2 separate regions of the Oryctolagus cuniculus genome follow, and region 1 is linked to region 2. A link is a contact called in public Hi-C data. All regions are on one chromosome and are shown on one strand. The core of a region is the stretch at or near the end of the contact, and the rest is flanking DNA. Distances in the headings are between cores, read along the strand shown. Region 1 holds the start of FAM43A (family with sequence similarity 43 member A). Region 2 overlaps XXYLT1 (xyloside xylosyltransferase 1).

The links. A called contact is a pair of places that touch in the nucleus more often than the background predicts.
Region 1: a Hi-C map of skin fibroblasts shows a contact between it and region 2, with 2.4 times the contacts expected there. The contact joins the promoter of FAM43A here to the enhancer-like site in region 2. A contact is called at or near these places in 5 of 6 Hi-C or Micro-C datasets (ear pinna, liver, psoas muscle and 2 more).

The regions. Positions count from the first base shown.
Region 1 is chr4:84,745,215-84,752,992 of mOryCun1.1, reverse strand. FAM43A (family with sequence similarity 43 member A) reads left to right here and starts at 5,851. Exons shown (of 1, transcript XM_008266697.4): 1 at 5,851-7,778. The coding sequence starts at 6,011. The coding sequence ends at 7,258.
Region 2 is chr4:84,441,309-84,449,151 of mOryCun1.1, reverse strand. All of the region lies in intron 3 of XXYLT1 (xyloside xylosyltransferase 1), which reads right to left. Among named protein-coding and RNA genes, the nearest start is that of XXYLT1, 130 kb to the right of the region's middle. Within about 2 kb of position 5,906, at least 1 of the 8 cell types and tissues checked has an H3K27ac peak or open chromatin away from gene starts, as enhancers often do.

The DNA of each region.
Region 1 (7,778 bases), core at 4,602-7,101, 300 kb before region 2:
CGGCTCCCAGAGGGCTTGCGAAGGTTAAGAAGCTGGTGTGATAGAGTCAGGAATGACGACGGCTGGGATCGTGCAGCGGGATTTTGAACCTGGAGAGTCCTTGAACCTTTTGAGCTCATTCTCTTGAATCTTTTGAGTTCTCCACTTCAGCTGTGCCCTTTGCCTAGGACAATGTTGTTCATATATGTGATTTAAAAAATTTCTAGTAGCCACATGAAAGAAACAGGCAAAATTAATTTTATTCTTTTAAAGTATTGATTTATTTATTTGACAGGCACAGCGACAGAGACCAAAAAAGCACCCCCTTCTACAGGTTCACTCCCCAACTGCCTACAACATACCTTGGCTGGAGCTGAAGCCAGGAGCCCAGAACCCAATGCAGGTCTCCATGTGGGTGGCAGGAATTCGATCACTTGAGCCACCACTGGTGCCTCCCAGGGTCTGCATTAGCAGGAAGCTGGAATCAGGAGCCAAGGCCAAGGATCAGATCCAGATGTTCTGGTATAGGGCACAGGCGTCTTAGCTGCTAGGCCAAATGCTGGCCCCTATTTTTTTTTTTTCCTTTAAATATTTATTTATTTGAAAGGCAGAATTACAGAGAGGCAAAGAAAGAGAGAGAAGTCTTCCATCTACTTGTTCACTCCCCAAATGGCTGCAACGGCCAGAGGTAGGCCAATCTGAAGCAAGGAGCTAGGAGCTTTTTCCTGGTCTCCCATGTGGGTACAGGGCCCCAAGGACTTGGGCCATCTTCTGCTGCTTTCCCAGGCCATAGCAGAGAGCTGGATGGGAAGTGGAGCAGCTTGGACTCGAACCAGCACCCATAAAGGAGGATGCCAGCACTGCAGCCAGCGGCTTTACCTTGCTATGCCACAGCGCCGGCCCTGGCCCTTGCTTTTAATACTATATTTTATTGAATTCAGCATAGTTAAAATATTATCATTTTACCAGTTCATGTAAAATTATTGAGACATCATATATTCTTTCTTTGTTTTCAGAATCCAGAGTTTATTTCACATTGTAGCTCATCTCCATCTGGTCAGCTGTATTTCAGATGCTCAGTACCTACATGTGGCCAGGGACTGCCATACTGGCCAGCACGGGCTAGACTGCCCCCCTTATCTTTGCACGGCTGCCTCCATCTCATTCAGGCCTCGGCCCAGGGCAACACATTTCTTGACCGCGCTGTCTAAACCAGCCAGCATCTTCTACTACTAACACTGCTTCCTTTTCTTCAGAGACTTATCACTGCCTGATATTGTATTAATTACTTGTAATTATCTGTCTCCCCGTTAGCTCTAAATCCCATGAAGGCAAACACCTGTCTTCTTTATGCTGTACCCCCAGCAACCACGTCACATAGACACTCAACAAATATTCATTGAATGGCTTAGAAGCTTCCAGATTCATCATTTGTCACCTCTGAAGTCAATGTCCATTCAATGGGTTGTTGGAGGAGGGGGTGGAGAGGGAATTATACAAGACATAAAGAGGGAGAAAGTGAGCCCAAGGACCTTGGGTGAGGAAGAAAAGCTTTTTCTGAGACATCATGCCGGGGGCCAGAACCCCTGGCCGCAGCATTTTCTTCCAGCAGTGATTGACAGCATATTGATTCAACCACGGGCTTAGCTTTAAGAGAAACCATCCCACCAAGTGGCACTTCTGCTGGCTACCAGTAGATGGGGCAGTGTCCTTAAAAAGTGCAGACATTTCCGAGCCCCACTCTGCAGATGTTCTGTCCTGGGTCTGTGCTGTGGGCTCATAAAGGGCGAGGCCAGCTTTCCCAGCTGGCACCAGGCAGTTTCAGTTGCGACGTGTGTGCTCGCAGTGGGGGTGGCCGATTTCTCCCCATAAGGTAAAGTGGGCCCAGAGGCTGGTGCAGGCCGCTGGGAGACTGTGGGTTCTCCTCCTGGGTCGCCGAGCAGGACTCGCACACCAGAGGGCCCAATTTGCCCAGAATCTCTGCTGTCCTGAAGTTGAAAACAAGCTTGCTAAGAAGGCAGTCAAGACATGACAGGGACTGGGTAGCAGGAGCAGCTCTGAGGACATGTGCGTCAGAGACAGGCTGGCCAGTGGACTCCTTCCCACCACCCTGGTGCCCTGGTTGCTCTGCCATGCATGAGGTGCAAGGTGGTGCCTCCTGCAGAGGCTGAGAGCAGGCCTCACTCTGTTCCCACCATCGCTCCCTCTTCCTCCTTTCCAACCCTTTTGACCCTTGTACCTCTGAGCCACTTAGAAATGGTTAACTCCTTGAGCACGATGTTTGCTTCTGTAGGGTTTAGACTTTGAGATCATGGACCGGTAAAAGCCAGTTAGCACAGGTGAATTCGGTAGTTTTCATCAGCATTTTCAGCCTTTGGAGCACATGGGGTCTACTTCATTGCCACTGCAAGCTGTTTCAGAAATGTGAGCAGAAGAGAATTCCCGTCGGCTCCCATGGCGTATTAAAGTCCTAAGCAGCTCTTGTCACAGGGTGTCTGACACCCTTCCATGAAGCAGGAGAGGAGGGCGTACGGCTCTACTCGAAGGACCCCAGAAGGCCAGTCTGCAGTGAAAAGGCAGACTAGGAGGGCCCTGCTGTGGTCTGGATATGATCTGAGAGCTGCCCAAAGGTTCACAGTGTGGCAGAACCTTGAAGAGGCGGGGCCTAGTGCAAGGTAATTAGGTCATGGGCGCTCTGCCCCCACAAGGGATTGATGTAGTTCTGCCCACAAGAACGGGTGGGGAAAAGGTGAGCCTGACCCCTGGATCCCTTGGTTTCCTGTCTCCCCGAGTCATCCTTGCCACACACAGTCCCAGCACTGTGATGCCATCCCCAAAGAAGCCTGCACCAGACCCTGAATAGGTGGAGCCACCCGATCTTGGATTTCCAGCCTCCCCCAAATACAGGCTGAAGACAAACTCCGTTTTTATACGTTACCTGACTGTGGGGAGCAAACCGGACTAGACTGAGTTACTGGAATTAAGACTTATTCTATGCATCTGCTCCCCCACAATATGGCGCTGGGAGAGAAGTAAACAGCTTCCGCACAGCTGCCTCCAGTTCAACCAATAAACTGTAGGACTGGCTCCTGATTGGAGAGCAGCGTGCTCGGCGTATGGGCAGCCGAGTTGGGATTGGCGGAGGAGGACTATAAAGGAGGAGAGAGACGGCATGCACCAGGAACATCTATGGGGAACATCTAAGGGGAACACCTGTGCAGCCCCCGAGAAGAGCCGGCCAGCGGTGTGCCGCTCCCCTGCGGAAGTGGGGAATGTGGCCAGGGGGAACCGCCCTTCCACGGAGGTGGAAGGGACAGTAGCCAACCCGGGAAGAACCAGCAGCAAACCCGGGGAGGGCCGAGCAGACAAAAGAACAGCGCAGGGTCCTGTGTTGCTCCTCCACGAAGAGGGGGAGCGACACCTGACCTCAGATATTTTGTTATAGCAACTGAAAATGGACCTGCAGAGGTCCTAAGAGCAAGATCAGGAAACTTTCTCCTTTCATTGTTACAGTCATTCAGTCCCATCGTAATCTGTATGTGGGAATGCATTTTCATGCTTCTGTCATTTTGCTGTCCTCTCTACCTGGAAAGCCTTCAGTCCTTTCCTGTTTGGAAAAATCTTGTTTTCCCCTACAACATCACCACCTCCATGAAGGCTGTTCTGATTTTTAATGAACCTTTTCTTCTTCCAGCTTCTCATGGTATTTGTGTCTTTCTCACAGCACTTGGCTCACCCTGTCTTCTTTTCACACACACCTCTCATTCGTCAATTCAGCATTTACTGGGTGCTTATTTGTACCCCACACTGGGGACCTGGAGTCCAGCATTCCAGACAAAGCCCAGAGTTGGGTGGAGTTTACATCCTTCACTGGACTGGGCGCTTCTTGGAGCCAGGGGTTGCGTCTGTTACTAGCGCCAAAAGGTACTCAGAAAAGTTAGTTAAATTGAAACTCAGCACCTATGACCCCGAGAAAAATTGCTTTAGAGTTCAAAGGAAGGTTAAAAGTGGCCAGGAGTAACCGCCATGGCTCTGAAATGAGGATCTGGAATGGAAGCCCAGACACATTCAAAACCCTCAGTGGACGGGCGATGGGAAGGACCAGCCGGGAGTCTCCTGCAGCGTGGTCCCACCGTGGCTCACATAGTCCAGCTCCCAGTCTTTCTGCTCTCAGCAGCACAGACTGGAGAGGCAAGCAGGTGATTTCAAGGGCTCAGCAATGAGTTCCTGACCAAGGGTCAAGCCAGATGATTAAAACATTGTCCACTTGGCACAGGAAAAAAACAAAACAAAAAAAGCATGATTAATGCCATTGTGACTCCCCTCGGAGGGGGGTCAGGCATTATATGACACCCAAATAAAGCACTGTCATTTGAAGTTTTATTAGGAATTCACATCCAAAATGTGTCAATGACATAATAAAACTGAATGACTGGCCTGCCAAAGTAAACTGGACAACCACACACAAGTATTACTAAGACATTGTATGCCTCTCAGAAAACTGCTCTCCACTGAGGCCTGTCAGGCTGGGGTCAGGAGCTGGAAGCATCTATTGAGTGTATGTTATCCCCATACAGTTCACTGCAGACACCTTGGCATTCACCGTGGCTTTTTGCTGTCTCCCTATGGATTCCAAGCTTCAAGATAGTGGGAAGTGAGTGTCTTTGTCCCCTTCCCTTGTAATAGAATGAAATTCTGAAAACAGTAATACTAAACAGCACCCAGCGATTCTCAGAGAGCTGTCATACAAGGAGGAAAACACTATTTCCCCAACCTTTTCGCACCGGAAATTAGACCGTACAACCTCATCCTCCACTACCTCCCCCAGAAGTTTCGATCTAGTCCTACATTTATTCCGTGAGTTGCAATTCAGCCTGGGGGTGGAGTGCCAGAGTTCCAGTTCCCTTTGCAGTTGGGTACAGCCAAGTCTCGGTGCTTTCCATACTTAAAAGAGAGGCTGGTTAATTTGGAATGTAATCGCGGGATTGGACCGGTCTCCCCCCTCCCTTGGCCAATGGCGCAACCGGGTCCCTTTAAGAGACCAGGAATCCGTCGGGCGTCGGAGTCCGAAACGGATCCTCTCCTCTGGCCTGCTCCTCCCCTGTCCCCGCGCGGCGAATGGTTCGTGCCGGCCTATATTTACCCGAGATCTTCCTCCCGGACGGCAAGGATGTGAGGCGGGCGAGCCAGCTACGGCTCGCGGCACCGGAGAGGGCGAGCTGCAGAGGCGAGCAGCCGACCGAGGACAGCCGGTGAGGGAAGGAATGAGGTAGCGGCGGGCCCCGGAGCCGGCCATGCGCGCGCCCCGCCCTCGGAGCCCAGCGCTGCCCCGGCCGAGCCAGCCCGGACAGTGAGCGGCCGGAGCAAGGATGCGGTGAGCCCCAGCAGGACTGCTGCGCTGGGCCCCCGCCGCCAGCCGGACCCACCGCCCGACCGCTCTCCGGGCACGCCGCTGACCTGGGACCAGCCCCGCCGGGGGCGCTCGGTGGCCGGCGCCCCGTGGGGGTGGGGAGCACTGGCCCCTGGCACTCTCACGGGAGAGTTTCGGCGGCTTCTGGCCCCAGTCCCCGGGGCTGGGGGCAGGGGGTGCCTTTTTACGTTTGCGGAGGAGTGCGCGTACAGCCTCGCACCATCCCGGGCGCTTTGGCCGGGGGCACCCTCCGTATATTTGCTCGCGCGCATCTAGCTTGTTTCTCAGACATTTTCCGCTCCGCTCGTATCCTCTTTCTCTTTTTGTTGCCTGCCTGAGACTCCGCGGTCCTCCTTTTCCCAGGCTGGGTTAATTCGGTGCGCGCGCGCCCCCGTTCCCCCTTTATTTTTGCACACTCGGAACAATATTCCCTCCTCTACCCCCCGCGGGGTTCCCTAGCACTATTTGTCCTCTCGTCCCCTCCCCTCTCCAACTCCCTACTCCCAGAGTTTTATTTTTCGGTCTTGCCCGGGCCGAGCCCGGCCGGGGCTGGTGGCTCAGCGGGGCCCGCACCCGGCGCTCCGCCGCCGCCGCCCAGCAGCGCCGGGGCGCCCTCCGGAGATGCTGCCGTGGAAGAAGCACAAGTTCGAGCTGCTGGCCGAGGCGCCGCCGCGGCAGGCGTCCAAGCCCAAGGGCTACGCCGTGAGCCTGCACTACTCGGCGCTCAGCTCGCTCGCGCGGGCGTGCCCCGAAGGCGCGCTCAGCCGGGTGGGCAGCATGTTCCGCTCCAAGCGCAAGAAGCTGCACATCACCAGCGAGGACCCCACCTACACCGTGCTCTACCTGGGCAATGCCACCACCATCCAGGCGCGCGGCGACGGCTGCACCGACTTAGCTGTGGGCAAGATCTGGAGCAAAAGCGAGGCGGGCCGTCAGGGCACCAAGATGAAGCTGACCGTGAGTGCGCAGGGGATCCGCATGGTGCACGCCGAAGAGCGCGCGCTGCGCCGCCCGGGCCACCTCTACCTGCTGCACCGCGTCACCTACTGCGTGGCGGACGCGCGACTACCCAAGGTCTTCGCCTGGGTGTACCGGCACGAGCTAAAGCACAAGGCAGTCATGTTGCGCTGCCACGCCGTGCTGGTGTCCAAGCCTGAGAAGGCGCAAGCCATGGCCCTGCTGCTCTACCAGACGTCGGCCAACGCTCTGGCGGAATTTAAACGCCTCAAACGGCGGGACGACGCGCGCCACCAGCAGCAGGAGCTGGTGGGCGCGCACACCATCCCGCTAGTGCCGCTGCGCAAGCTGCTCCTGCACGGACCCTGCTGCTACAAGCCGCCGGTGGAGCGCAGCCGCAGCGCGCCCAAGCTCGGCTCCATCACCGAGGACCTGCTCGGCGAGCAGCAGGAGCAGGAGCTGCAGGAGGAAGGGGAGGAGGAGCAGCCCGAGGCCTGCTTGGAAGAGGAGGAGGAGGAGGGGGAGGCCGAGACGCAAGGGGCGCTGGTGGTGGCCATGCACTTGGAATGCGGGGACTTGCTGGACACGCTGGAGAACGACCGCGAGGAGGCGCCGGGGGGCGGCGGGGTCTCGGTGGGCCCCGGCGCCGGGCCGCCGCCCCTGCTGTTGGGCAGCGACTCGGACGTGAAGGCCGAGCTGTCGCAGCTTATTAGCGACCTGGGCGAGCTCAGCTTCGGCAACGACGTGCGCACCCTGCAGGCCGACTTGCGGGTGACGCGCCTGCTGTCGGGCGAGAGCACCGGCAGCGAGAGCTCCATCGAGGGCGGGGGCCCGGACGCCGCCTCCGTCCCCGCCGGGGACCCGTCCGGCAGCACCGGCAGCGCCAGCCTCGAGGAGCCGCGCTCGGGCTGAGAGCCGCGCCCACGGGGGCTCCCTAACCGCGGTTCCGACCTCGTCCCCGTCCCTGGTCCCTCGTCCCGGGACAGGGAAATGGGGCACTTCTGAGTTCTCTCCGGCAGCCACCCTCAACCCGTCCGCTACGCCCCAGTACTTCGCTCTGTTGGAGGCGGCTCGGGTTGCGCAAGGGTTAGTGGGGGTGCTGTGTGACCCCTGGAAATCCCACAACGGAGAGATGGGGGTAAGGGGGCCCCCGGGGCTGTAGGGGCGCGAGGTGCCTGGCCCTGGCTTCCTGTTTGCGGACAGCTGGGCCGGACGAGGAGGGGTTAACTTCCTTCCCGACCCCCCTGAGGGGAGGGCCTTGCGCTGTCATTGCCGTGTCATTAAAAACGTTTGAGCCTTTGGGGAGGCCTCTGCACCTCCAGTTCTCTTTGGTTCCAGAGCTTGTGCTGTTTACCTCAGACTGAGACCCTTGAAAACCTGCCAAATTCCTCAAATAACTGTTTTATTTGGGGGGGGGGGGAGTGAAAGCAAG
Region 2 (7,843 bases), core at 4,657-7,156:
GCATCCTGCCCAGGGAGCTGGGAGCCGCGGGGCACCTCCCTCCACGTGAGGATGGAGAGGCAGGAATCCATGTCGGTGATGGGATGCACAGCGGGACCGAGGCTGGTAGTGCGGGGCCCAGAGGTGACCTGACCCGGGCAGATCCACACACTCTGCACTATGCCCTTTGCCACACTGGCCCGAGAACACCCTGTGGCCCCACGTCCTGGAGTTCGTACCTCACTGTGAGTGGGCAGCTCGAGCCTTGGGGGAGCCCCAGGACCCCTGCACGCACCTGTCCTGGGCATTCAGGCCCCAGCTCAGCTCCCCAGGCCGACCCTATCCCTGAATTTAGGCTGGGGGTCGGGGCCCTGGTCAGGGGGAGACGGAGTCAAGAGAGCCACCTTCAGAATCAGCTCACTGTCGTCTCCCAGTGGTCCCTTGGCGCTGGAGGGCACGGAATGACAGGGCACCTGGGACACACGCTGGGGTGTTTTCCAGGACAGTGAACAGCACACAGGCATGGGCTGTGAGGGTGGCTGAAGGGGGTATGTGTGGAATTTAACCTTGCTAATCCACCACCTCCCATCCCCACCCACGGGCCCAGCTCCACCACCTGCCACCCCCACCCCCACCCGGGCCCAGCTCCACCACCTCCCACCCCCACCCCCACCCTGGGGCCCAGCTCCACCACCTGCCACCCCCACCCTCACCCCGGGGCCCAGCTCCACCACCTGCCACCCCCACCCCCACCCGGGCCCAGCTCCACCACCTCCCACCCCCACCCCGGGCCCAGCTCCACCACCTCCCACCTCGGGGGTTAGCAGCCAGTCTCCAGGGAAGGGGAAGGCAGGGCCGTGCCGGGAGACAGGTGTTTCTTAGGTTTCCACTGCCTTGAAGAAAGGGTGCCAGGGCCTGCCGGGGTTAAGGTTCTGGGGGCAGACAGTCTCAGCCTGGGTTCAAGTCCTGGGCCTCTGCTCACTGCCCTGGAAAAGGCCTCTTGCTATAAAGAGTGGACTTTGAGAGAACGAAGGTAGAACGCTTGGCGCCTTCAGATGAGATCAGGGCAGCCACGGACAGGTGGCCAGTTCAGCGAGAAGCGGCGCACGTGTTCCCAGCCCTGTGGTCTGCAGCAGGCAGTGCTCTCTGCACTCACAAGCAGAGTGGCCTTGGGCAAGACCCTTCCCCGCCCAGGGCCTCGGTTCCAGCACCCGTGAAATGGACGAACGCGCCAAGGAAGGATCCTGCTCGGTTGTGAACAACCACAGCTCCACGCCAGGGCTGGGGTCTGCCTTCCACGAAGCTTTTGGGAGTGAACTTCAAGATCCTCTAACAAGCACGGAATGCCATGGATGGACTTCCCTTTAAATGCATCAGCCACGTGTGATACGACTGATGCTGTTATTTGCTTTTGTTTTAAATTCCTTTCCCTGTGTCCACAAAGCACCCCCCCCCCCCGCCCAGTTGTCCAGGGCCAGGCCTCAGGATGGTTCTCAGTTGAAGCCCAAGCGTGCTTGTCGAGGGGTAGTGCACAGGGCGCCTGCTGAACCGAGTGTTCCAGCTGAGTCTGTCTTCGCCCTGCCCTACTGGCTGGCTGTAGCTACAGATCTGTTACCGGGGTTGGGTGGCCCTAAGTCTCCTGCCTCCTGCACTCCCTCCTGTCATGGGATGGCCACCGGGATGGCCGCCGGGGGCTACCCACCTTGCCTCTCTCTGGTGCTGCTCTCTGGGAGCAGAAGGGAGGAACATGCCAAGAAGGAAAATGACCCCATCTTCCCAGAACTACCCTCCTCAGTCGTGGCAGCAGAAAAACAAGGAGCCGAGTGGGAGTCCACACACGAGGAGTAAAAGGGGGGACTGTGCAGAGAGACCTGGCCAAACCTGCCTTTAGCCAGGAGGCACAGCCCCACCTCTGCCCCAAACAGCATGGAGCTGGGGACACCTCCCCAGCTCCAGGCCCCAGCCAGGAAGCTCAGCTCACACCCTCTCCCCACCAAGGTCACGATCTCAGGGGGGCCCAACCCCACAGGCCTGACCCCACCCCTCCCACCCCCACACCGCACTGTCAGTAACTGTTAGCTCAAGGCCTGCCATGAGCCAGGCACTGCCTGAAGCACCCAGGAGCAGCTGCTTCTCTCCCTCGCCTTGCTCAGCTTTAGACACATTATCTCAGCTCTCATGGCAACCATCTCTGTTCTGGGCTATCTCCATTCCAGAGTGGGAAGTGGAGGCTCAGAGAGGTTAAGTACTGTGCTCAGGGTCACAGCCTTCCTGCAGGGCTGAGCCCAGGGTGGACGGTGCAGGGCAGGAGGGCTCCTGGCTCAGCGCTGCTTCTGATGGGCCAGTGGCGTGCAGAGCCTACAGGGCGGCCTCCACCTCCTGTGCCCTCACTAAGCTCAGAGCTGGAGCGAGAAGCAGAGACTCGCAGAGGGCTCTGGTTCCCAAGGAAGGCCTGGCTGGTGGGGCAGACACGGAGCAGACTGTGCAGGGGAGACCGGGGGACAGCAGGAGTCTGCCAGGTGCTCCCTGCCCCCAGGGAGCCCGGCTCCGGTCTGGACTAGAACCAAAGTCTCAGAGCTCAAAAAACCTACAGAGATTCACCTGGGGAAGCAGAGCGGGGCGGCCAGCGTGCCAGGTCATGGCTCATGCTCATGGGGCCCCGGGGAACTGCCTGGGCCTTCCTCCCCCAGCAGGCGGGCAGCCTGCACTGGGTCTGCCCAGGCTTTCCAGATCTGGGCTGAGCAACCCCATGCTATTTCTCAGGGTGGGTGAGACCTCCAATTCTTTCCCCCTCCCATGCCGAGGGTGGCGCCGGCTGCCAGGCTGCGGTGGCACGTTCTGCTGAGTCTGGCTCCCCTCATACACCAGCACAGGGCTCCAGTGGCTTCTGAGAGCCAGTGTGGGCACCCGTCCCGTTCCGCTATACAGCCCGGAGCCCTTGTCCTGTGGAGCCAGCTTCCTTGGCCACAGCCCTCCTCGAAGCCGGCATGGGGCACCTGGGCTCTAGGCAGGGAAGCGCCACCCGTGGTGCCAAGGCAGAAACAGAGGCCACTCTCAGTGCTCCCCAAGTTCCCAACACCCCAAGGGTCAGTGCTTCCTGGGAGTGCTCAGGATGGGAGCGGCTGGCAAGCAAGGGCAGCCCCGGGGGCTGAATCTTCCCACACAAGGTCACGGAAAAGAGAAGCTACTGGGAAGTCCAAGCTCAGGACAGCAGGAGCCTGGACTGGTCCCTGGGGCCTGACTCCAAGAGAAGCGTGGGCTTTGCACCTGGCCAGCCCCACTGCCTTCCCCCCTCTTGGAGGCACCACCCAACCCCACCATCAGAGCTACGCCTCCCAACCCCGGCCCTGCAGCCTGGCTCCAAGCCTTCACAGGGAAGACGGGGAGAAAGGCGGCCTCGGCTCAGCCCTGAAGTGGTGCCTGCTGGCTGTAGCGGGCAGTGCCCAGGGACAGCCCCAGCAGAGCTCCTCTGCCCAGGCTCCCACAGGCCATTCCAAGCAGGGCTGGTTTGACACGCTCAGGCCTCAGCTGGCGTCCGAAGAGCCTGCCCTGAGGCTGCCACCCCACTCAGCTCTGCGCTTGGCTGCACAGGCCTCGCAGAGGTCAAAAGACCCAACCTTGACTTGCAAAGCCTCTCCTTATCCACGGGCTGCCCGGGGCCTCAGCACAGAGACAGCTTCGGTGAAGCCCAGCGGTGGAAACAGAGCTCACCTGAGCTGTCAGACAGACAGGGCCCCCAGCCTGCTCCCGCTCCCCACCAGCTGGCTCAACCATTGCCTGCAGCCTCCCGGGAGCCAGCTGGCTCGTCTCTGCAACCCCCTTTCATTCTTTTTAGGAAGGGGACAGAGGAAGTAGAAAACCCCCAAAGCACTGTGTTGTCCCGCAAGGCTGGCTCCGGTCCCAGCCGCACGGTGACTCAGACTGGGGGTGACTGGAAGAATCTGGTTCACAAAACACAGATCACCAGGGCAGCCCCGCCCCTCTCTGGGCATGCTATGGCATTGCCACAGAGACCACAGACCCGTGGGAGAGCCTAGCCCATCCCATTGGACAAGCACAGCAGCTAAGGGCACACCATGAGGCCTGGGTTTGCGTCGCAGCACTGCCCCTCCCTGTGGGCAGGCCCTCCAGCTGCCAACTGCAAAGCTCGGGGCCGCAGTCATCTGTAGAGCTTTTCAGGGCCCTCATAGGCTGGCACGAGGCAGTGCACGCCAAGCGTCGGGCTCAGAGAGCAGGCACATTCATGAATCCAAGGAATTCTTGCTGCATCCTGCCGCGTGCTGGATTCTGCTCTGCGCCCTGGAAGGCAGCGGCAGAAAAGGCAACTCCGATTCCTCCTTTGTGGAGTTGAGTGTGGGGGGACACAGGCCAGCCAAGGGACGACGACAATTCGGGGTGGGAAGAGGAGAGGAGAGACAGCACAGCAGGGAGCTAGGAGACCTTGACGGACAAGTCACCTCCCAGTGCTAGGGCTCAGGGAGACTCCTGGAGGAATTGACCTTGAAGCCTGGAGCTGAACCAGAGTGAGGGAGGCAGGCAGGGAGAGAAGCCACCACGGGGAACCGAGGGCAGCCCTGCTGGCTGGGGTGGCCTGACGGGCAGGAGCGGGGGCAGCTGAGCCGGGCAGGGACCAGAGTAGGTCCAGGGAGGAAGGGCAGGGGCATAGACCTTGATGCTGACAGCAACCAGGGGCTGGAAGCAAGGCGGCCTGTGCATGAAGACGGCCACTCTGGCAGGGGTGGGCACTGGCTTGGAGGCACCGAGATCGGGAGGGTGTGGCGGCCGTGGCCCAGGAAGGAAGGGTTGGGGGACTCAGGGGACACTTGGCAGTTGTGTGACTGGGCCTGAGGATGGCAGGCACAGGGGAGACCGCAGGAGAAGGGACTGCAAGTCCAGGTTTCTGTCTCCAGCACTGCAGACATGGGGCAGATGGCCACCACTAGTGCAATGATCACAGACGTGCACTGGGGCATGGCCAGGCCACACTGTGATTCTGGGCCTCAGTCTCCCAGCTGGACCACGGGAGCGCATTCTCCCTGGCTTTGCCAGCTTAGGTGTGGCGTGGCTCTTCGATTCCTACCACTGGGCCTCCCATCACCGGAACAGTCTCCACGGCAGCACCGTGCACGATCCCCAGTCCACAGGGCCGAGCTAGGCCCGCTGACACACTGCTTTCCTCACAGAAGACTCACAGCAAACCTGCCTCTCCCCTGCTCCCCGTGGCCACATAGGGCCCCAGGGCTCATCCCCTGCCCCCTCCCCCGCTGTGCCAGTCCTCAATTTTCCCCTTGAAACTGGAGCCGTATCCCGGGCTCCTCTGTGCACCTGTTGTGCTAGAGTCTTCTCCAGGCCTTCCGGTGAGTCTCCCAAACCTGCTATGCCGGGGACACTACCGGGGACACTCAACCACCCTCCTGGTCCCTCTGCCTGGAAGACTGCTCAGGCGTCTCGCAGGGGTGCCCAGAGCCACGTGGAGCAGGCCCAGCCCGTGGAAGGGGAGCTCAGGGCTCCCCCAGAACAGCTGGCTGGGCTGTGAGTGAATGTGAAGGGGGCGGCCTGAAAACCAGAGCAAGGTTGGCATTCAAATTAGATCCTGCTCAGGCTCCTACCTGGGGGAGCCAATAGAATCCTCCCAAGACAGCGGCCGTTCTGTTGGACGCTGCTGCCAGGGGCCTTCCTTCTGTGGGTTTCTCCATGGGGGCCCTGGCTGCCCCTGGCCCGAGCCACATCTGCACTCATCAGGAGCCTGTCTTCACCCAGCCGGCACCCAGACCCATGGACCCCAGCACCCCTGAAGGCAGAGGTGGCGAGCCCTCCTGCAAGGCCGGGCAGCCACAGGACACTGAGTGTCCAACCTCAGCCATTCCCCACAGCTTGGCCACAGGGTCGAGCTTGAAGGAGCCCCAGCTGTGGATGTACCCTGGGAAGGAGGCCAAGGACAAAGAAGCCAGCTGCCCACAGAGCCAAGCCAGGCCCTGCGCAGGCCCTGGTCACCTGCCAGCCCTGCCTGCCTGTCTGCCTGTCTGCCCCCTGCATACTCCCTGGCCTCTCCAGCTTCCTGCTGCACAGCCTGGGAGTCACTGGCCCTTCATCTAAGGCTACAGACACCTGCACGCACACGCGTGACCTCTCACTCTGAACAGACACAAACTTGAACTCAGTGCTGCCATCTGAGTCTCCCCACACCTTGGACAGAGCTGGACATGCCTTTATGGAGCCCACATTCATGACCCCTCCTCTCAGAAGGGCTTCCCGGATGCAAAGGCTCGCTGGACACTCTGGGCTGGCCAACACTCGTGCCCCTCCCAGCAGCCGTGGTCTCCTTCCCCAGCCGTCCAGAGGAAGCCCCACTCTGTCTCCAGGACCACCTCTTGGCTACAGTGAGCCCCGCTCTGCCTCCACTCCCCTCTCAGGTTCCCCTGCACAAGAGCTGCTGGGTGGACAGCAGCCTTCCCAAGCTCCACTGCGCCTCTGAAATCCATGTGCGGGATCCAGCCACATACAGATCAGGATTCCGCAGTGCAGATAAACTCCCAGGCATGGCGACGCTGCCGGTCCATGGGCTGCACTTCTGTGCAGTGAGAAAGTGCAGGAAAGAGAGGGGCCTGGGGGCGCGTGGAAGCCAGTCCTGGGACCTGCTCAGCCAGCACCGAGGGCCGCACGTGGCACAGCGGTGCCTGCATGTCCCGGGATGCAGGGGGCCTCCAACGCTGTTTCTCCTCCTTTGGCTTCAGTTTTCTCAAGGCAAGAGTGGAGAGGGAAACATCTTGGGAGATTGCCGGAGAGTTAAAGGGAAGAACGTGTGACAGCCCGTGCACACGTGCCTCCCTCCTGCCCCAGAGGGGCGGAGTCCAGCTCAGAAGCTGCACCCAGGCCATCAGGGAGGAGGGCTTGGCCTCCAGTTCTAACTGCTCCTGTGTGTGGCACAGGGGAAATACAGGGTTCAGGTCGCACAGGGCAGTTCCTCAGAGGACTCTGTCCAGCGAGGGAGCCTGACAGCTCTCAGGGCAGCCGCACAGGGCAGCGTGGGGAGCCCCAGGCCCAGCCCCCTCCCTGCTGCCTCCTGCTCTCTGCCGGTGCCTTCAGCACAGGTGCACTCTGGGTCTGCTTCTCAAGGCAGCTCAGCAGCTCAGTGGAGACAAGCCTAGTGTTTTTTAAAAATTACTTTAAAATTTTATTTTATTTATTTGAAAGGCAGAGAGACAAAGACAGACAGATAAAGATCTCCCATCCTCTGGCACAATCCCCAATTGCCCATAACAGCTGGGGCTGGGCTGGGAAAAAGTAACTCAATGCAGGTTTCCTAGGTGGGTGACAGGGACCCAAGTACTTGAGCCATCACCGTTGCCTCTCAGGGTGTGCACTAGCAGGAATGGATAGGAAGCAGGAAGGGGACTTGAACCCCAAAACTCCCAGATGGGAGATGGGACGTGTCTGAAACACCGCACCAAATGCTGGCCCGAGCTGGGTGCTTTTAGAAGCCGTATTACCCAGGTCTGCCTGGGAAAGACCACTCAGGAAACCCTTCAAACTCTTCCTTCCCACCCCTTTTCCTGGCCCTGCATCAACTCAAGCAGCTTCAGAGAGGGTCTTGCCAGAGCAAGAGGTGAGGAGCTCGAGGAAGCCAGCTCAGTGGTGCCAGGGTTGCTTCTACAGCCAAAGCAACGATGAGAGAAGTTAGACGGACAGACAATCCATTCTTCAGTGAGCTCTTGGTGGTATCTGTCTCCTCCTGGGCCTCCCTCCCCACCAACGCAGCCACAAGCAAGCCCCTTTGACCTCGATCAGAAAATGAAGCTGGTTCAGTCTAGTCTTCCAGGGTATCTGCTGAGCCCAGGACCATCAAGAGCAGACTGAGGGATCC